Linked DNA regions of Mus musculus: region 2 is linked to region 1. The links are chromatin contacts, called in public Hi-C maps. All regions are on one chromosome and are shown on one strand. Each heading gives the region's core, a stretch centred on a gene start, on an enhancer-like site or on the middle of the called end of the contact. The rest is flanking DNA. Distances are from core to core; before and after follow the strand shown. Region 1 holds the start of Kif23 (kinesin family member 23). Region 2 has its middle 14 kb from the start of Gm39352.

Region 1 (5,976 bases), core at 2,191-4,690:
TTTTTTTATTAGGTATTTTCCTCGTTTACATTTTCAATGCTATCCCAAAGGTCCCCCATACCCACCCCCCCAATCCCCTACCCACCCACTCCCCCTTTTTGGCCCTGGCGTTCCCCTGTACTGGGGCATCTAAAGTCCAATGGGCCTCTCTTTGCAGTGATGGCCGACTAGGCCATCTTTTGATGCATATGCAGCTAGAGACAAGAGCTCCGGGGTACTGGTTAGTTCATATTGTTGTTCCACCTATAGGGTTGCAGTTCCCTTTAGCTCCTTGGGTAATATCTCTAGCTCCTGCATTGGGGGCCGTGTGACCCATCCAATAGCTGACTGTGATCATCCACTTCTGTATTTGCTAGGCCCCGGCATAGTCTGTGAAGTTTTATATATCCAGTTTTAAGATATCCTCTGAAAGTCAGCTGATGGTGACACACGCCTTTAATCATCCTACCACTCAGAAGACAGAGGCAAGCAGATCTCTGTGAGTTCCAAGCCACCAGCCTAGTCTATATAATGAGTTTCAGGATAGCCAGGGCTACACAGTAAGACCCTGCCTCAAAAATACAAAAGGAAACAAACAAAAAAAAAACCAAAAGGAGAGAGAGGGAGGAGGAGGAGGAGGAGGAAGAGGAGGAAGAAGAGGAAGAAGAGGAAAAGAAGAAGAATCATCATCATCCCCTGAAAGCAACCGGATAATTCCATCATTCCAAAACTCTATCTGCACGTCCTAGAAATGAAAGACACTTTAGATAAGGTGGCTAAAGTATTCCTTCCCACAAATGAGATCACACATGAATTTTTAAATCCAAAACTGAAAACAATTTGGTTCCTTCCACTAGGAACCTACCTCCTTATAGTCCCCATTTCTGTTGAGTCGATAGCCCTCAGGAGTGTGGAGCTGCAGGGTTGTACTATTGATCACTTCCACACAGCATTCTTGGTCAGGAAAGCTCAGGGGGCGAACCCTACAGTACACCTGGAAAAAGAAAGAGGTGTTCAAACAAGGTTGACTTTTTGCCTGATTTTTCTTTTTGGCTTTTCTGTTTGTTTCGTTTGTTGAGACACAAGTTCTCAGTCTGTAGGCCAAGGTGGACTGGAGCTCTCAGCAATCTGCCTGCTAGTCTCCAGGATGCTGGGACTCTAGGCAAGCACCTCTGTGAATGTTCAGCACACACTTGACTTTCCATTTAAGTTCTGTTTATTCGCCTACAAACATAAATTCCTGAGTCACAAAAAACAAATCTACAGCTCAGAATGATCAAATGCAAAGGTGCATTAAATCAAAATAAGTTTAGGTTAAAATATTAAACTGAACCGTAATCTCTTCACTGTTGTGCACAAATAAAATTGCAACAACATAAAAATCTCTCTGAATAGCTGAAAAAGCCATTAAATTCTTTAGAGTTGGGTGTTATTTCCAACAGCCAGCTCAGGTGGGCATGGTAGCTCACTTTGTAATCACAGCATCTGGAGGGTAGAGGACCTCATTTGGGGAAACCCTGTATAGCTGTGTTCACAGCAGGTGGTACAGTTGGGAGCCAGAGACCCTCTGCAGTGGCAGTGGGGGGATGGAGGGGATATTCAGAAACTTCTTTTCAGGAAGAGGTACTAACTAAATCCAGTTATTCTGCACTAGTCTCTATGAACTTTGAGTACGTGTCAGTTACCACACACAGGTGGGAGAGGGCTAAGACTTGAGGAAAAAGTCCCCACCCATCCCCACCCCAAAGAGTAGAACCTGCTGGGAGAGACCATTTAACCTTTCAAATCTAATTAGTGATAGTAGGTTTGCAGTCAACAACTAAAGAGTCCCTTTACAGAAAGCAAACTTCCCAGCTAAACCCAGCTTTATACAATTCAGTGCATCGGTTTAACTGCGTGCTCTTTAACCCGACTTTCATATTGCTTTCCTCCCCTTTCAAGCACACACATACAAGAAGTGGACTAAAGAAAGAAAATACACACACACACACACACACACACACACACCTTACCCCCACTGGATCTTTAAGGTTTGTCTGAGATCCTTTTTTTATTACAGGTTTTCTGACCGTCTTAGCCTTCCTGGTTAAAAAGAGAAAAAAAAGCCATAAATTCAACACTAACATAGAAGACATCACAAATTCTAACAATGAACTTCCTAAGGCTTAAAAAAATCATTTCCCAGCAATCTCAAATACCGCACAGCAAATAACATGTATATAAACAATAAACTGTACTCGAGAAATGTGGTATATGTAATTTAACTCATTAAAATTTCAATTGGGAAAATACACTTTTGATACCATTAGTACTCAGTGGAACTTTTGTTTGTATTTTTTTTAAGTGTTGGAGTGCAAATTCAGAGATTTGCTCATGCTATGTAGGAAGATTAGATTATTCACAATGCTGAAATGTCTTGCTATTTTAAGTAAACAATATAAAAAATTATTTTATTTCAACATTCTCTATCATTTAACTTTTTTTTCCTTTCTCGTTTATAGGCTACAAGAATATTTAACACAAATTAAACCAAAAGACTCGTTTAGACTGTAGATTATTAAAGTACTTTTCTCAATAGAGTCACACGTAAACTAGAAGCAAACCAGAGTCCAGCGATATACTAGGGTAGGTATCCTTAAGTAAATATAAAGACTGACGTTTCCTCATTTTAAAAAGTTCCGTTTTTTTTTTTTTTCGTGTGTGTGCGTGTGAAAGTAACGATTTCTAAAGCCAGCCCTCCTTCGCAGTAAAAGTGTAACCAGGATGTGGCTCTCCTGAAGAGTCTAGGAATACTGAGGAATGTGGGCGTGGGAGATAGAGTAGGCGTGTGGGATGGCCTGGGGACAAAGATAGCGCAAGGTGGCGGAGCTGCAGAAGGACCCTGACCTCAAGGCTAGAACTAGGGAAGGGATGCCGACGGAGCTGTGGAGGCTCAACTCCCCCAAAGTGCCAGCGCGCACCCCGGCTGCGCGCCGCCCGGGGTCCCCAGACCTGCCACCTGCGCAGCGGGCGGGGAGGAAGGAAGCTGGGGAGGGATGGGCAGCCCAAAGGATGGCAACCCGAGGAGGTGGTGGCAGACAGCCCCGGATTCGGAGGCAGCCTTCGCGGGCTCAGAGGACTGGGAGGGCGCCGGCACACCAGGGTCGCCAGCCACCAGAACTCTGCAGTGCGGAGCTTCGGCCTACACTGTACTACGGACTCAGCTCCCGGGCAGTCCCCAGTCTCAGCGTGAGGAGGGCGGCGACCCCCACGCAGTCCTCCCACCAGTACTCACGCTGACTTCATGACCGCAGGCTCCGTGCTATCCTGACGCGCGCGCGGGACGTCGGGCTCCGACAGGAGCAAGGCTGGCGGGAACTAAGCCGAGCAAACCACGGCCGCGGGGACCAGGACTCAATCTGAGGAGAGCCCGGCGGCGACGCTGCAAGCCCAAGTGTGCGCCCGCCCGGCGCATTTCAAACAGGCCAATCAGCGGCCGCCTGCGGCGAAGGGGCGGGGCCTCGGGGAGCGCTGGCACGGCCAGCAGGGGCGCTCGTCTCCTTGGCAACCCAAGGGCGCCAGCCGGAGGCTGAGGAGGGCAGCGCTGGAGAAAAACCTGAGAGGGGAAATCCCGGCCCTTCCGCCCTTCCGTTCTGACGCAGAAGCTGAGATCTCCCAGTCTTTGTCCTGAGAACCTCTAAGGAAGTAAAGCCTTGGTCGGGCATGTTCTAATTTCAGGCTGGCCGCTGGCTACCACATCATCTTATTCATTTTATTGTATTTATATTTTATTTTTACCTTTACTTTTAGTTCTACGTTTACATTTTATCTTACTTTTGATATTTATTTTGAGACGAGAGTATCTTGTATCCCAGGCTGGCCTCACACTTACAGTGAGGACCCCAGAATGATCTTGAAGACTATACCAACTTGGCAGACAACCTGTTGTAAGTTCCTTTCTCTGGATTCTCCAGTTCTCTCTCTCTCTCTCTCTCTCTCTCTCTCTCTCTCTCTGTGTGTGTGTGTGTGTGTGTGTGTGTGTGTGTGTGTGTGTGTGTTTCATGGTGCTAGTGATCAAACCTAGAGCCTCACAATGTTAGGCAAAGGTGATACCACTAAGCCACACATCCTTAACCTTCAAATTCTTGATTTTGATGTTTCCTGGATATACAGAGATGCATAAAATCTACCCACTGCCCTTGTGCAACCACCGTTTACCCTTTGCCTTCTACAAGTTGATTCTTTCTCATTTAATCCCAGCCCCCATGCTGACGATTCCCCAGGGATGTAGCCACACCTGCGTTCTGTGACTCAAGCTCCACTTAGAACTTCCTTTAGGGCCAGCACTGATAAGGATAGCCAGTTTAATATCCATAGTTAATGTCCATATTACTGGACATTAGTCTTTCCAATATTTACTGTTGCAAACTGCTTCGATGAATAAACCTGAAAATGCATCCATGGATAAATTTCCAGAAGCAGATAGAAAGCTACCAGGCTTTGCCACCATCACTTTCCAAAACCGATCCATTTGACTGCACTCTCACCTATAAGTCACAGGTCTGGGAGAGCCCTAGGGTGGGTCATCGCCCTTTGCTTGAGACCCTCAGTGGGGCCCTGAGGCTAGTCTTCCTGTTCAGTTGCGTCACCTCTCACCTGTCCCAAGCCCAACGCTCATGCGTGGAACGTTTCTGCCCCCACACTCGAGTCTCTCTGCTGTCTCTCAGCCTTCCTTTCCTCGGAGAATGCCTCACCTTCTCTGGATCCCAGAGCCCCTGCCGCCCCTCACTGCACCGTTGATTTCAGCATCACCCCACGCGGTGCCCGGCCCCTGTTTACGGAGTCCTCTCCCAGCGTATCCTCTTCAGCCTCGCTAGATGGCACTGTTGCACGCTCGGTGCTTACCACTATGGGCATGGCCCTAAGCGTTGAAAGCGGTGGAGGCTCTCACTGAAGGACACTGGAGGGGCTCTCCCATGCTCCATCTGTAGCTTTGACTCATGCTGGGTTTTCTCTCTCTTGCTCCTGTCCATCCATAGTAAGGCTCTCTAACTCATTCGTTTTCTTTTCTTTTCTTTTTTCTTTCTTTCTTTCTTTTTTTTTTTTTTTTTTTTGGTTTTTGGTTTTTCGAGGCAGGGTTACTCTGTGTAGCCCTGGCTGTCCTGGAACTCACTCTGTAGACCAGGCTGGCCTCAGAAATTCACCTGTCTCTGCCTCCCAAGTGCTGGGATTAAAGGTGTGCACCACGCCCACCCTCCTACATGCCCTTTCTAACCACCCCCCCCCCCCCCCCCCCCGCTTAAAAAAAAGACAAAGGAAAAAAAGAGAGAGGGGGGGAGAAACTCACACACACACAGAAATCCACAAAAACACAAACTGGAGACCATCATATACACATAAAAGCTCAATAAAACAAACAAAAAATAACACACAAAAGTCCAATATGCCTTAACAAAGCAAAATGAAGCAAAAAGTCTACAAAAATATCATTGTTTTGTGTTGGCGGCCAGGCTACTGCCGGGCATGGGGGCCCTGCCCATAAGTGTGATTTGTGTACACAGTGGAGACTCCATTGGAGAAACTAACATTTCCTTTGCAAGCAGGTAACCAGGACAGACAGCCTCTTGGCTAGAGGTGAGAGCACTGGTACCCAACAGGCTTGTGCCCCTGCAAAGGTCCCTGTGAGTCCCTATGTGTGCCAGCCCTGTTGTGGCTAGAAAATTGAAGTCATCACACCCTCTGGCTCTTTCAAGCTACACACCCCGCTCAGCCCTGAGGCTGAGTTGAAGACATCACATTTAAGACTAAATGTTCTAAAATCTCTCACTCTCCCCATGTTATCCAGGGGTGGGTATCCGTGTTAGTTCCCATCAACCGTAAGAGGAAGCCTCTCTGTGGGCTGAGTGAGATGCTGGGCAGTCACTTTATTGCTATGTTCCCTTAGCAGAATAATAGAGAAGAGTATTTGGTTTTCTCTTAGGCCCATATCCTAGCCACTCTTAGGCTCTTGGCCACCGA
Region 2 (5,976 bases), core at 1,294-3,793, 610 kb after region 1:
CAAGACTGGCTGTGTAGACCAGGCTGGCCTCCAACTCAGAGTTTTGCCTGCCTCTGCCTCCCAAGTGCTGAGATTAAAGGTGTGTGCCATCACACCTGCCTCTGTTTATTTCTTTAGGATATGTTGCAAACATTGAAACTACTGAGTAAAAGGAGTTTGTTTGTTTGTTTGTTTGTATACTTGAGACAGGACAAGACATGTCTTAGGGTTTTATTGCTATAAAGAGACACCATGACCAAGGCAGCTCTTATAAAGAACCACATCTAATTGGGGCTGGCTTACAGGTTCAGTCCATTATGGTCATGGTGGGAAACATGGCAGTGTGCAGGCAGGCATGGTGATGGAGAAGGAGCTGAGAGTTCTACATCTCGATCCGAAGGCAGCAGAAGGAAACCATGTGACTTCAACTAGCTTGAGCTCATATAACCCCAAAGCCTCCCTCCCAGTGACACAACTCCTCCAACGAGGTCACACCTTCTAATAGTGCCACTTCCTATGACCAAGCATTCAAAATGTCTGTGGGAGCCATACCTACTCAAACTATCACACAGCGTCTCACTCTATAGCCCCGGTTAGCCTAGAACTCACTGCTTAGACCAGGCTGACCACCAATTCACAAGGATCCACTTGCCTCCTCCTCTGCTGGGATTAAAGGTGTGTGCCCCTATACCTGGTGGGAGAGAGTACTTTCTTAGGGTGGAAAATTTTAAGTTACTGTCCAGTTTACCAGTTCACACCCCAGTGTTTTCACAGACGTACCCCCAGAGTTGGACGTGAGGATGTTGCCGGTACCCATCCTTCTTTGACCTGCCATACACCTGAGACTCTTGGTTTCCAGCTGGGTTCTGGTCATTTTCAGGCCTCACTGGCACCTCCAGCTCTCCTGGATATTGGACGACTGGAAGAAGGGTGGGAGGGTGGGCCACCAACGGATCCACGGTGTCCCCTTCCTCAGGCCAGGGTGGAGTCTGCCTAGGTTTTATAAAGAAATTGGAGTTGAGATGTTGAGAACACAGAGCTGCTTTCTAGGTCCCAGACAGGGCTGCTCTTCAGATATTCAGTCTCTGTCAGCTTCTGGAACCTTCTGGTTGGAACTGCAATAGGAGGTAACTGGGGTGGTGCCTCCGCAGAGGCACCCTAACAGCCACAGGCTCTCTGGGCAGCATCCTCTATCTAATTCCCAGTAAGTATTTCCCACCTCCTGGGGTTTTGCTCAGAGACACTGGGTTCCTTTCTACATCTGCCCCAGACTTCTGGCTCCCTACCACCGTATGGCCAATGGCGCCACCTACTGGCAAAACCAAAGCCCCAAATTACCTGTTCTTTCCTTGTCTTCCAAACAGTGGGATGGATGGAGTCAGTCCATAGTTCGCCCCAGTTCATCCCAGAGTCTAGCCTTTCCTGCTGCCCCTTCATCCCATCGCTGCTGTTCTCAACTCTCATGGGGACTATACTGCTTCCACAGTCCTTTCTGCTGAAGCCAGGGACCTCAGCATTGCAGTGTGACTCAGCCACCTCTCCCTGTGACCTTCAGTGGCTCCCTCTTGCTCCCTGGGACACCCGGTGTGATCCGGCCACTACCTTCCTCTCTCACAACTGCCAGCCTCTACCTCCTCTCCCTGTCTATCTCTCACGGCCTTGAGAAAGCACAGTGGACCAGAGCCAATCTCATCCTGGTCTTTGTCTAAGTAGGCTTCTCTGTCCCTTGAGGGACTCACCCCTAATTCTTTAGAGTTCTACCAGACATCACCTCCTCCAAGAAATTCTCCAACCCCTATTAGTTTTCTGTGGCAACTCTTCCCCCCACCCCTGTGGCCACTCTTACAAATGACCACAAATCTGATGCTTTGAAGTGAGACCACTGTATACTTTCTCAGCACTGAAGGTCAGAAGTCCAAAGCAGAGGGCTGTGGAGATGCTGCACTTTGTGGCCCTTCCTCACAGCGCTCCTGCCATGTGTTTCTACCACCCCATCTCCCTCTCTCTAGTTCTCTCTCTTTCTTGGAAGACCCATAGTTACATCCAGGGCCACCAAGATGATCTGGGTAACTCCCCACCACACAGTCCCTAATGTAGTCACAGCTGCACGTTCCCTTTGCCTCAGTGAGTACTGCTCAAAGTTCTGGAGAGGAGATCATGGCATCTTGGGAGTGTGTTACACGGCCCACCCCTTCCCCCTTTCCTCCCTCAGATGTGGAGGCCCACTCTTTTGTGACTCCATGGTTCTCTGGTCAAATGCATTCACAGTTACTTGTCTGACTACCCTGCTAGTTACTGCTTGAAACTGTGTGACCCTACCTGACTTCCCTGTGTCCTGGGACCTGGCTGAGTCCTTGCAGTGTAGGCACCATAGGGTGCATGTTTGTTGAGTGAATGAGAGTATGAACAGGAGTCTGGAGGCAAGCGGACTACCTGGATGTGCACAGCATATGCTTCTGTGCTGAAGGATGGTGCAGAAGGCAGGAGGTGCAGAGGGAAAGGGCTGTAACCTTGCTTGGGGCCCTCCCATATGTGCAGGAGGCCGTGTGAAACAGGGTGGGGGGAGGGGACACCCAGCCAGCTGGTGCCACCAGGACTGGAGCTCATAGGCACACTCTGCATACAGCCTCCCTCTGATGGGGCTGTTACCGAGGCAACAGAAGAAGTTGGTTGCCCAGCAACAATGCCCTGCTTCCCCCAATCCCTCTTATGGCTATTTCTTTCCCCTGGGAGGCTTGTACCCTCTCTAGATTGTGTTCCTGTTTAACAAAAATGGATGCCCTCTGTCCAAACTCCAAGTGCAGGAGACGAAAGGGCAATTTCATGAGACTGTGATGGTAGGGGTCATGGGTTAAGCATCAGAGTGAAAGGGAGTAGGAGTGGCCTAGGTGCAGAGATGGAAGACATTTGGGCCAATCTTTTTCCTGTATACTTTTTCCTTTCCCATTTGAACCAAGAAAAACTGGAAGGGGATCAATCTAGGAAGCAGGAGACCTGGGCCCATGGCCTGGACCAGACTCTGGCTTCTGGAACACATTGGTTAAATGACTTTGTTGAGTTCCCAGTATCCGGTTTGTGAGAAGAGAGCTTGGTCAACCTGATAACCAAGATCTCTCTGGACGCTAGTCAGCCTGGAGAGCACAGACAGCCTTTTTCTATGACTGGTCCTTGCCGCATCCCTACTTGGCCAGTCTTGTGGCATCCTAGTCCATGAAGCAAGGAGAAGGCAAGAATGTCCCCTGGACTCCAGCCTGATTCTTCTGAGAGGACTCCAGTCTATTCTGTCACAGCCAGTGGAAAGTATTGAGCACTTCTTGGTCTTAGTGACGCCCCCTCTGGAAAAGGAGAGTGCTATACTCTCTATAACTGCTTCCTGTCAGCTTTGCCCTCCCCTCCTCCCCAATCTACCCACCACAAACAACCCAATGGAAAACCTGCACAGAGAAACTGGTGGAAAGATTTGTTCTGAGACAGTACCACCTGCTGGCCTTTCTAGGAATGACAGATACTCCTCAGAAGATAGAGTAACTCCACACTCCTGACATAAGATGGGTGTTACAATGTAACTCCTTTTGCACCTGGAATTATTTCAATAAAAAAAAAGCCATATAAGATAAGTGCTATGGTATTCTGGTTTTATAGCTGATGGCGCTGAACTTCAGAGTATTAGGGACTCTGATTTGAGGGGGAAACTGAGGCAGACTCTCTTTTTAGTAAGAGGGCAGTTTTACTAGGGCAGTTTTTAATGACATAGTCGGTCGTAGTTCTGAAGAGAGTTCAGGCCCATGAGGTTGAGTGTGAGAGGTCCTCTCTTACAGGTTTCCAGGATGGGGCGGGTAGAGGTCTTACGTATTTGATGACTAGAGTCCTTCCCGAGTCGGGCTGTCTGATTCCCAGGCAGCGTGGGAAGAGGGAAAGAATCAGACCCTTAGTTACTGTGTGTCCATCATGTGGGATGAGCTACCTAAAGCCCCTGATGGCTCGAGATCTGGTAACCTGCACGAGGGTTGCATGGATTCAGCTGGGAATGTTAAATGGAGGACAAGGTGGAGGCCAAATGGAGACTTGCCTTTCCTCAGAAATGTTAGCATTGGAGAATGACCACACCACAGTCAGTCAGACATTTAAGTCACAATTCCACACAAAGAATTGAATTTACCACCTGTAGTGATTTGAATATGTTTGGCCCAGGGGGTGGCACTATTTGGAGGTGTGGCCTTGGCGTATATGTGTCACTGTGAGTGTGGGCTTTAAGACCCTCATCCTAGCTGCCTGGAAGTCAGTTTTCTGCTAGCAGCCTTCAGATGAAGACTTAGAACTCTCAGCTTTTCCTGTACCATGCCTGCCTGGATACTGCCATGCTCTCACCTTGATGATAATGAACTGAACCTCTGAACCTGTAAGCCAGCCCTAATTAAATGCTGTCCTCATAATAGTTGCTTTGGGCCAGGCGGTGGTGGCGCACGCCTTTAATCTCAGCACTTTGGAGGCAGAGACAGGAGGATTTCTGAGTTTGAGGCCAGCCTGGTCTACAGAGTGAGTTCCAGGACAGCCAGGGCTACACAGAGAAACCCTGTCTTGGGGGGGGGGGGGGGGAAAGAGTTGCTTTGGTCATGGTGTTCACAACAGTAAAACCGTAAGACACCACCCAAGTAATTTGCCTGGGTGGGAGTCAAAGCATGACGAGCAAATGTAAGCTTGGTCCTCCGGTGAAGCGGATATTTAACCAACAGTGCCACCTGCCCTTTCCACACCAGAAAAACAGTGACAAGAAACACCCCAGCTAAGAAGTTAGGGAGGGAAGCAAGAAGGCCCAGAGGCAAGGAGTCATCCTGGCTCACAATCCAGCAAGCCGCTCCAGGTCTTTTAGGTGAGGTGCTATGCTTTTGGTTATTAGACTACTGAGATGACGCTCCCCCAAGCATTTCCCCAAGAAGCTCATGATGGGAGAAGGAAAGGGCTAAAGCCTGCAGCTGGCCAGAGGGCAACTTGTCTCCAGACAAGAGATTCCAGCCGTCAGACTACCTTGCAGAGGGACTGGACCCCAGATAACGACGATGACGACGGGCAGCATGACCTCACTGTGACAAATTAACTCTGCATACCTCTTGCCTTCTATTTAAAACTGAACCTACGTCAGGTGCCAGACCCTGGAGATGATCTTGAGAAGGGGCAGGGCCACTGTTGCTCTCTGATCCTGTTCCCAATGTGGCCACGTTGACCACAGCTCCTTTTCTGCCTTTTTTCATTACTTGTCTCTTGAACTGGACTGTTGGGGACAGACGGCCGAGCCTCAATTGTTACCAGGACCCAGGCTCTGGCTCTAACAACCCCAGGAACACAGTGTCAGTGGAAGGAGACTGGACCTTCTTGACTTCTAAGGACAGTGTGTGTCACCCATCAAGGTACGGACCCCAGTTTGTACTCCGTAACCCATTGAGGTACCTACCTCAGTGTGCTCTCTGTAAGACAGGCAGTAGCCGCCTCCTCACAGACACCAGAGGCACCCCCCTGGGAATGAATGCCAGGGCCTAGCTATCAGCCGCCCAGGGCCTGCATCTCTCACCTGGAAAGTGAGCTGTCATCAAAGGTAGTATTGGCCACAGATCCTGTTCCCTCCCTTCCCTGCCTCCTGCATGGGAACCAGAGAGTCTGGATCTTCCTGTGAACCCTCCCCCATCCTGCCATGGGGGCTGTGATTCATCTCTTCAGAGACCCCCACCTTGCTGTCTGTCTCTAGTACTGGGGCCTGAACGGTCCGTCTGTCCACCATGTTAATATAAACTCATCACTCTCCATAATCTGTCTCATTGTCGATCTTGAACTCCCCTGACCCCACAAACCTTCCAGGGTCACTGATAGGGAAGATTAGTAAGACTCAGGTCCAGGTACCAGGCATCGATCGGTGAATAAGGTCTTCCTCTCTCAGTTAGGAGCAGATAAAGCTATTGGCCACTTACTCGTATATAGATGGCAAGACACAGTGAATCAGGATGC

The links. A called contact is a pair of places that touch in the nucleus more often than the background predicts.
Region 2: a contact with region 1 is called in a Hi-C map of cortical neurons, with 5 times the contacts expected there. The contact joins the enhancer-like site here to the promoter of Kif23 in region 1. A contact is called at or near these places in 2 of 39 promoter capture datasets (hippocampal neurons and liver), 1 of 15 datasets of contacts at CTCF or cohesin (embryonic stem cells), 8 of 484 Hi-C or Micro-C datasets (the N1E-115 cell line, cerebral cortex, cortical neurons and 2 more), 7 of 115 datasets of contacts at active chromatin or transcription factors (astrocytes, embryonic forebrain, embryonic stem cells and 3 more) and 1 of 9 other capture datasets (liver).

The regions. Positions count from the first base shown.
Region 1 is chr9:61,943,359-61,949,334 of GRCm38.p6, forward strand. It overlaps Kif23 (kinesin family member 23), which reads right to left and starts at 3,441. Exons shown (of 23, transcript NM_024245.4): 1 at 3,254-3,441; 2 at 1,992-2,061; 3 at 845-973. The coding sequence starts at 3,264.
Region 2 is chr9:62,552,223-62,558,198 of GRCm38.p6, forward strand. No RefSeq gene overlaps it. Among named protein-coding and RNA genes, the nearest start is that of Gm39352, 14 kb to the left of the region's middle. Within about 2 kb of position 2,544, at least 30 of the 459 cell types and tissues checked have an H3K27ac peak or open chromatin away from gene starts, as enhancers often do. A contact at or near this core is called in the N1E-115 cell line, cerebral cortex, cortical neurons and 2 more, where this site is marked.